2 separate regions of the Sus scrofa genome follow, and region 2 is linked to region 1. Evidence: chromatin contacts called from public HiChIP or PLAC-seq data. All regions are on one chromosome and are shown on one strand. Each heading gives the region's core, a stretch centred on a gene start, on an enhancer-like site or on the middle of the called end of the contact. The rest is flanking DNA. Distances are from core to core; before and after follow the strand shown.

Region 1 (4,799 bases), core at 1,235-3,734:
AATAACCCTTAAATGTAAAAATGCCAGAGAACACAGAAAAAAAACTTCCTTATCAATCCCTCCCAGACAGGGCTCACCTTGACCATGTGAGGTTTGACCATGGAAACAGCAGAAGTATAACGTTCCATGACAGGTGGAAAGCCAACCTCCAACTGGGCCTTCAGGTGACCTTTGCGGCTGGATACCACCAAGGACTTCTTACACCAGGGTACAAACTCACGATACTCCTGGACATTGGCTACCACCTCGTACATCTCCTGCATTGAGTACCTAGGGGAAGGAATCAGAGAGAGAGGCCAAGGAACTACTAGCTGAATCAGGTTCTTCCTTGGTCTAGGTGCCCTCTCCCTATACCTTTGCCTACTAATCACACACCTTTAGGAACTAGAGATCCCCAATAAGCCCAGATGATTTCCCAAAAGCAAACGTGCAACTTTCCATGATGTTAATGTTACTTTAAGTTTTGCAGTTTACAGTATGTTTTGGCATTTACTATCTTTTTTTTTTTTTTTTTTTGTCATACCCGCAGTAGAAGTTTCCATGCCAGGGATCGAACCCACACCACATCAGTGGCCCAAGCTGCTGCAGTGACAACACCAGGTCCTTAACTTGCTGTGTGCTACAGGGAAACTCCCCATTTTTTAGCTATTTTGATCCTAAGAGGGACTATCTAGGGAGAACAGAGGTTTTCAATTTTTACCCATGATCACACAAGGACTAAGAATCCCAGCTCTACAACTTTCTGACAATATGTCCCTAGGTAAATTATTGTCTCCACTATCTCCTGTGTAAATCATAGATAATAATAGTACCTGATTCATCAGTTTGTTGAAGGTCAAATGAGAAAAATCTGTGGTAAAACACCTAAGCAACCTGATTGCTTAGTAGTAGCACGTGCTCAAGAAGTCTTAGCTCTTACGAGTTCCTGTTGTGGCACAGCAGAAACGAATCCAACTAGTAGCCATGAGGTTGCGGGTTCATTCCCTGGCCTCACTAAGTGGATTAAGGATCTGGCATTGCGGTGAGCTGTGGCGCAGATGTGGCTTGGCTCCTGCGTTGCTGTGGCTGTGGTGTAGGTCAGCAGCTACAGCTCCAATTCGACCCCTAGCCTGGGAACTTCCATACGCCGTGGGTGCGGCCCTAAAAAAAAGTGTTAGCTCATATTGTGCTCAGAATAATAAAGTCAGGTCAGCAGAGAAATAATACCCTGTTGTCATGTTGTCCAACTCTAGTCACATTTCACTTAATGCACAGCAACAAAGAAGGGGGAAATTAAGGCCGACAGAGGAGGATAAAGGATCGGTAATATAGCTGGGGAGAATGGGATGGCCAGGGATGAATCCTGCCCCCTATCGCCATCCTTATGTTCTAGCCAGGACATAGTTTTTTGTTTAGAGGGAAAGGGAATGTGCAGAGAAGCTAAACAGGAGAGGATGCTCACCCCATGATCCTACGCTCGGAGTAAGCCTTTCGCTTGTTGGTGAAGGGGGCAGCAAAGCCCATAAAGGAACGTCTGGGAGATAAGTCAGCCTCAGCCGCCAAGACCTGGACAGCCCGGGGCAAGAAGAGGCTGCAGGACATCAGAAATCTAAGGCCAAAAGGAAAGGAGAGAGAAACGTCACGAATCTTTCCTTGTGTTCCTCAACCAGGTGAAAGTGAAGAGGGGCATATCCCCGAGGAAGGTCGTCCAGACAAGCTTTCCCCCTAGCACCTGCTGCAGCCCGCCAAGCTCCCCAGCCAGGCAGTCACGAGTGCGAAAAGGTCGAGGGCGGCTGAGGACAGTGCCCAGAGAGGAGATGGGAAAAAGCGGGGTGCGTGCGAAGCTCCAGTTGCCTTAGACTGGAGGGTACGCTGTTGCTGAATGCGAGGGCTCTAAAGAAACATCATAGTCCGCTGAGCCTCGCCAACCGCATTGGTGCAGGATGCCCATGAGGGGCAAGAAGTGGTTCGGTACCCACCCTGGGGACTCCGCCTCGCGAAAAACTCGCAAAAGAGTCCCCAAAGCTCTGCATTAGATGCCACGGTGCCGCTGCCGTCCACGCTGCGCTTGCAGCCAGACTCGCAACCCTCCATCACGGAACTTCGGGGTACTGGAAGACCCTCTTTGCTCGCGCGCTGCCTCCCGCACCACCGTCTCACCTCATTGGTCCTGGCGGTCGCAGAGGGCCCGGGGGCGGGGCCGGGCGCACAGAGAAGCCACCGCAACCCCGGGCAGCGGCGCGCGTACCCGCCGGGAGCCGCCGCGCGCCCGCCGAGGCCATGCGCGCGACCCTCCCTTGCCCTTTTGGCTCTGATACCCGCTGCGCCTTCCTCACTCCAGAGGAAGAGCGGAGGGAAGCGATCGCTGGGCGAGTTCAGGGCCCCCGAGGGCCGGGCCGGCGGCTCCTCCCGCCCGGGCGACTGGGTAGCCTAGAACTGAAGCCGCGACCGCTGCTCCCGCGGCTCTCAGTACCCCCACGTCACGCTGTTGCCATGGCTCAGGACCCGGAGAGGGGGGAAGGAAGGGGACCACGCGGCCTGTCGGGAGATGTAGTTTCGCACCTCTGGCGAGAAAAGGGAGCTGGAGTTAGTGTTTGAAAGGATGCAGAACGAGGTCGCCAGGGAAACTAATTTAGCGAGTCCGTAGTCACAGACTTGATACATAAGCACAGAGGCGACTTCATGGGCCTGTCGACTGCAGAAGCCCGTGGGTCTTCTGAATGTTTTTCTTAGAACCTTTACCATATTTTGCCTTGTTTATAGTTAGAAGTTCCTTTGATCTTTGTAGCCTCCATAGTGCCTAGTATCTTTGAGAAAGAAAATTAAATTAACCTTCCAAGCTCTGGGATAAGAGTTTGCGTAGTTTTCTCTTTTGATATTTATAGAGGGAGTTCTCTTGTATCTCAGTGGGTTAAGGATTCAGCATTGTCACTGCAGCTCAGGTGGCAGGGTTCGATCTCTGGCCGGAGAACTGTAGGTACAGCCAAAAAAAAAAAAAAAAAGAAAAGAAAAAGAAAGAAAAAGATGTTTATGCTATTGCAGTGCAATTCAAGCCTCTCTGCTTTAGTCTTTAGAGCATAAATCTTTTTTTTGTGTGTGTGTGTGTCTTTTTGCCATTTCTTGGGCCGCTCCTGCGGCATATGGAGGTTCCCAGGCTAGGGGTCCAATCGGAGCTGTGGCCGCCAGCCTAAGCCAGAGCCACAGCAGGGCAGGATCCCAGCCGCGTCTGCGACCTACGCCACAGCTCACGGCAACACCGGATCGTTAACCCACTGAGCAAGGGCAGGGATTGAACCCGCAACCTCATGGTTCCTAGTCGGATTCATCAACCACTGCGCCACAATGGGAACTCCAGAGCATAAATCTTTAGCCATGCCCTCCACATTCAGGAAATCTTTAGCTGAGTAGTGTTGTGAGGGTGAGGGGATACAGCTAGCATCCATGAGGATGAGGATTTGATCCCTGGCCTTGCTAAGTGGGTTAAGGATCCAGCGTTGCCATGAGCTGTGGTTGTAGGTCCAAGAGATGGCTTGGATCCTGTGTTGCTGTGGCTGTGGCTGGCAGCTGCAGCTCTGACTCGACCCCTAGCCTGTGAACTCCCATATGCTGCAGATGCCCCCTCCCCCCAGAAAAGGAGTTCTCTTGTGGCTCAAGAGGTTAAGGATACAGCCATTGTCACTACAACAGCTTGGGTCTCTGCTAAGGCACGTGTTCCACCTGCTGGCATAAGAACACCTGCTGGGGGTAACTGCCAAAAGAAAAACAAAGACTGTTACTTTGGGGTCTAATTGTTGTATGGAACAGAGATATCTTGTCCAGAAACAGGGGACTGGGGACAGATATAAACTCTCCATCTCTCCCCTTGGAGATTGGCATTCATTTTGGGATTTCTACCAGATATGGATTGATTTTATTTTATTTTTATTTTTATTTTTTTATTTTTGTCTTTTTAGGACCACACCTTCAGCATATGGAGGTTCCCAGGCTAGGGGTCGAATTGGAGCTATAGCCACTGGCCTACACCACAGCCACAGCAGCACCCAGATCCTTAACCCACTGAGCAAGGCCAGGGATCGTATCTGTGTCCTCATGGATACTAGTGAGATTTGTTTCCTCTGAGCCACGACGGAAACTCCTTATTTTAAAAGCTTGAACCGGAGTTCCCATTGTGGTGCAGCAGAACCAATTCCAACTAGTATCCATGAGGAAGCAGGTTTGATCCCTGGCCTTGCTCAATGGGTCAGAGATCAGGTATTACCCTGAGCTGTGATGTAGGTCTCAGACTCAGCTTGGATCTGGTGTTGCTGTGGCTGTGACCAGCTTAGAACCCATAGCCTGGGAATTTCGATATGCCAGGGGTGCAGCACTAAAAAATAATAAAATTAAAAAAAAATAAAAGCTTAAACTCATTTTATCTGGATTTCAAGGAGCAGGAACCCTCCCTTGAACTCTGGCTTACATTTAACATTTTGTAAGGAAAGTATCTTTTTTTTTTAATTTTGTTCTTTAGGGCTGCACCCACAGTATATGGAGTTTTCCAGGCTAGGGGTCAGATTGGAGCTGTGGCTGCTAGCCTATGCCACAGAAACAGCAGCGCCAGAACAAGCCGAGCCTGCAGCCCACACACAGCAGTTCATGGAGATGCCAGATCCTTAACTCACTGAGCAAGGCCAGGATTGGAACCTGAGTCCTCATGGATACAAGTTGGGTTCACCATGGCTGAGCCACAATGGGGAACTCCATATTTTATTATTTATGGCTGCACCCACCACATATGAAAGGCCCTCGGCCAGGGATTTAATCCCAGCTGCAGCAGTGAT
Region 2 (4,799 bases), core at 1,284-3,783, 35 kb before region 1:
TCCTTTTGAACTCCCTGGTCTTTCCCATTGGCCTTATAGCAGTGGATATCAGGACTGAACAACTTCAAAACAAATCATAAAGTCCTCATGACACAGGCTTCAGGACACTGTAAACATTATGGTTCCCCACCCTTCCTCCAAATGCCAGCGCTCCAAACTAAGTTACCCTTATGGTCACTCAATAATTATCCCTTTGGTAGCCTCATCCTGAGAATGCCTCCTGTTCTCTTGGAGCACTGGCGTTCAGTCCTCTAGTATGCTGGCTAGTCTCTGTGGATAATTAACCAGAGAGAAGAAACCAGGTCAGACTCTTCCAGAGTTAGGAGGAAAACTTCTGTGAGATGCTAAATTGGGAGCAGATATTGATCAGTGGAGCTTTGAAGTCACCGAATTGATAGCTGAGGTCAGTCCTCTGAGGCACTGCTGGGCTCTTCTTTATGAAGTTCTTTGCTAAGACCTACCTCACCTCCAAGCCAGAGGTGCATTGGTTGGTAGGTGTAACGCTGAGTACCAGGAAACTTGGGAAGAGAAAATGGCATTCTTTCTCTTTTTTCCAAGTCCAAGCTATAAACGAGGTTCTTTATAAACTGGGTCTATCTAAACCTGGCTTAGATGGTACTGAGACCTCTGAACTTTGATACTGCTGTGTGAGGAGATAAAAGAACTGTTCACTTGGGGCTGGGGTTTGTAGATAAAGTGCCTTAGTCCTTGGGTCAGTTCCCCCCTGCCCTCAGGTCAATGACAATGAAAGGCCTGGGGAGGTAGAAAGGTCCTAAGTTCTTGTCTACCGAGAGGAATTAGTTAAGAATGATATGAAAGCAGTTTCCATCGTGGCGCAGTGGAAAAGAATCTGACTAGAAACCATGAAGTTGTGGATTCAATCCCTAGCCTTGCTCAGTGGATTAAGGATCTGGCATTGCCCTGAACTGTGGTATAGGTCACATATGTGGCTGGGATCCCGTGTCATGTGGCTGTGGCATAGGCTGGCGGCTCTAGCTTTGATTCAACCACAGACCTGGAAACCTCCGTATGCCTCGGGTGTAGCTCTAAAAAGCAGAGGAAGAAAAAGATAATGAAAGGTCATTTTAGTGCTATGGTTCATTTATAACGGTCTCTGGGGAGCATGATAAAAAGTGTATAGAAGACAGCCAAATAGGTGTAAAGGTCCGGAGGTCCTATGGGAGTGACAGCAGTGATGTGACAAAAAGGGAGGTGATGAAGTTCCATTGTGGCACAGCAGAATAAAGATCCAGTTTGTCACTGCTGTGGCACGTGTTCATCCCTGGCCCAGGAAATCAGGCTGCAGGCCTTGGCCAAAGGGGGGGGGGTGAGGTGATTTTTGTTGCGGGTTGGTTTTTGACGCCTCAACTTTTTTTTTTATAGTCACACCTGTGGGTTATGGAAGTTCCTGGGCTAGGGGTGGAATCAGAACTGCAGCTGCTGGCCACAGCAATGTTGGATCTGAGCTTCTCTCATCTGTGAACTTCCCCACAGCTTGAGGCAGTGCCAGATCCTTAACCCACTGAGCGAGCCGGGGATAAACCTGCATCCTCATGGACACTATGTCAGGTTCTTAACCCACTGAGCTACAGTGGGAACTCCAAGCTCATCTTTCAGCTAGATAGATGTGGGGTGGACTGGCTGTGTGGGGTTATGTGACTGGAGTGGCACTGAAACTAATGATCTGTACCCAGAGGGCCTGACCTGCACCGGAAGCCTTCATATTAAGGGGGCCTAGTAAGATTTGGATTTCTTGGCACTAGACACAAAACTGAGAGTCCGCAAAAACCACTGGATATTCAGGGACCTACCTCAGCTTTCCTTCTCCACATTCTGGGGTCTGTTGGTATCTACAATGCCATGGCTTCCGCTTGCCTCAAATGACCTCCACCAAGTAGCTAACTCTAACATCACTGCCTCTGTCCACATTGTATCACCTCTATGGCCATTAAGTCATTGACCAAAGACACTGTTCAAGATAGCATGCCAAAGAAGTAGGACCACTTGCATTGATAGTGTATTAAGGGGTTGACTTCCGAGGACCTTTAAAAATCGAAGTCCTTAGCGCTTTTTCACTAAAAGCCATCTCAGAATTAACCCCAACTGTGGATAAGGGTTAAGGAGAAAGCCTAAGAAGGAAGTTAACTGGGGTCTCAGGCACATACTTAGCCACCTATACGCTTCCCCCCGCCCTTACACCCTTAATTAGCCTACCTCGGACGGTCCAATCCTCCCCATCACAACTGCTGTCAACGGCTTAGGGCCCGCCCCCCACGCAGGCCGGACCAATGGCCGAGCCCGGAGCAAGCCCTTGAGAGGGGGCGGGAGCGGGTTCCGGGCGGTAGGCGGGGCTTCCTTGAGGACCCCGGGCTGGGCGCCGCCGCCGGCTCGTCTACCCTTTCCCTCAGCAGCCTCCTTTCAACCTTGTCCCCCCCCCAAGCCAGCGCGGCTTCTGGGGCAGCGGCGGCGGCAGCTCCCGTTCCTGCCGCATTTCTCTTCCCTCCTTCCCTCCCCGCCAGATCTCCGAATTCGCCTGCCATGGCCTTACTCACTGCGGCCGCCCGGCTCTTCGGAGCCAAGGTGAGTAACTAAGGGAGGGAGCGCGCCGTCCTGGGGTGGGGCTGAGGAGACTGCAGGCCCTCAAGCTCCGGGGTCTCCCTCCCCTACCCAGACGCACTCCAGCGCGTCTTAAAGGCACCCTGCGCTTGGCTGGCCGCCAGCCCTGCCTGGAGCTCCCAGGGCCATGTGCTTCGCTGGCCTTCCGGCCCCTGGGGTGAAAGGAGTGCTACTCGCCCGGCTTGCGGTCTTGGGTGGGTGGGGAGGCCGGACCCTACTGTCACCTCGCATGTCTGGAGCGGCGGGGTCGGGGGTGCGGGCGGATGCTTGGCCTTGGAAAAAGGAGCCGCTAATGCAGAACATAGGTGTTGTGTTCCATTGGAGTTAGGAAAAGAGCCTGTTTGGAGGAGGGGGCGGGGTAAGACAAGTGGCCGCGGTAAGACAAGCGGCAGGGGTGAGCAAGTGTGCTCACTCTATCCCTGGACCAAAGCTGGAGCAGTAGCTAATTTCGGCTTCTGCTTTGTAGAAAGGGCCTTGTCAGTTTCTGAACTGCCTGCTTGCATTTTTCCACCCAGTTACTTTAGTGATCAAGCCGTAGCAGTCCTTGCTAGAGGAATGCGACCCTGGGTCCTCTTTGTCCTTGGAACTCTTGTACTTTTTATGTAGGAGGAGCTTGGGTGGGTGGAGCGCCTGTGTAAAACCTTCTTCATGATTATCACATATGATTGGAGAAAGAACCGGAAAAGTTATTTGCCCAAACTGCAGGCTAAGTGAAGATCCAGGGCAGAAGATAGTAATTCCAAGGTTACATGACTGGTCCTCCTACTTACTCACTCAGGTTTTGTTATTAGTTCGCTCTACCTAGGAGAGGTTCTTCTTATTCTGTGGGGTCTTTTACTTGACTTTTGCTACCCCTGGGACCATAGGAGTATTGTTGCAGGTAATGGTGCTTTCAATTTCATATTGCCAAAATTACTTTTGTCGCTGGGTAACTTGACCCTTTAAACAGAGAAACTGCTGTGCTGAGGGGAGTCCCAGCCTTCTAATCCAAGGAGGGACAGTTCCACAAGTGACCTTGACTCCTGCAAAGAACTTATACTTTCTCTTTTGCAGACAGATTAAAGCTGCCAGCACCTGAAGGGAAGGAAAGGAAAACTTTAGAATGGTGTTGGCTTACTGTGTGTTATCTTGCATGGCTGGCAGACAAGGTGAGGCCTATAGGATTTACACTGGGGTTCTTTCAGGCACTCAGCAGCAGAGTGGAGGCTGATCATTTGGGAGATACATGTCTTATTTGACAGTAGTTCTCCCACTGCCAGAGAACAGGGTAAGGAAGCCTCTTGGGAAATGAAGCAAGTTCTAGATAGTGTTTTGGCAGAATACAGGACACTATAATTAGCTCATTCCAGAGCTGCTAACCCAGACCAGATTGTCTAACCCTAGGGTGAGTTTGAAAAAGCTTTTAGAATTTAGATTTGAATTTATTTTGTCTCCTAAGCCTCTGGAGAAACTCCGAAAGCTTTTGGGTTGACCAGGTTACCTAATTATAGTGTCATTATTGTTTTGTTTACTTTCCTGTTAAAGATGCACCTAAGGATTCCAGAAACCTGTATATTGGAAGCCACTAGAAGGCTTTTGACCCTTAAAATTAACAAAGCCCAATAGTCTGAGGAGTGGAAATTTCCTGAGATCTAAGCAGTATAGCCAGGATATCAAAAAGCCTTTCACTTTGTCAGCATTGCCAGCTCCTGCCTGAGCTTTGCAGATTATCCTGTGGCTTAATTGGTACTCAGTTTTACTTTTGCTATTAAGGTAGGCTTTAGAAGGCAAAAATAGTCTTTTAACCCCAGAAAACTGACCTCTGCCCACTTTAATTCTCAGGGTTAGGTGTGGTTTCACTTTTTCTGAGAAATTTTTTTAATCTCACTAGCAGACGCAAATGCCAGTCATTGTTTTGTCATTCCACCCTACCCCCGTCAGGTAATTTAATCAACATTTGAGTTGGAGAGACCACCTCTTCAGAGCCTTAAATTATTTGACTTCTTGTTTATTTGAATGAATTTCTACCAGGCAGTGGCTTTAGAATTACATGTGGGTGTCTTAGCTTTGTGCTGTAAATACTGTCTTTTCATAGGTGATTTAGGTTGGGAATTAGAGTAGGGCCATCAGTTAACTTCTGGATTCTTTTTATTTATTTATTTATTTTTTTTTTGTCTTTTTGCCTTTTCTAGGGCCACTCCTGC

The links. HiChIP or PLAC-seq counts read pairs in DNA pulled down with a chosen protein or histone mark.
Region 2: a contact with region 1 is called in an H3K27ac HiChIP or PLAC-seq map of skeletal muscle. The contact joins the promoter of CS here to the promoter of COQ10A in region 1. A contact is called at or near these places in 1 of 5 promoter capture datasets (liver), 23 of 47 Hi-C or Micro-C datasets (alveolar macrophages, brain, embryonic fibroblasts and 12 more) and 2 of 2 datasets of contacts at active chromatin or transcription factors (alveolar macrophages and skeletal muscle).

The regions. Positions count from the first base shown.
Region 1 is chr5:21,662,937-21,667,735 of Sscrofa11.1, reverse strand. It overlaps COQ10A (coenzyme Q-binding protein COQ10 homolog A, mitochondrial), which reads right to left and starts at 2,484. Exons shown (of 5, transcript XM_003126267.4): 1 at 2,140-2,484; 2 at 1,442-1,588; 3 at 78-270. The coding sequence starts at 2,261.
Region 2 is chr5:21,698,297-21,703,095 of Sscrofa11.1, reverse strand. It overlaps CS (citrate synthase), which reads left to right and starts at 2,533. Exons shown (of 11, transcript NM_214276.1): 1 at 2,533-2,580. The coding sequence starts at 2,539.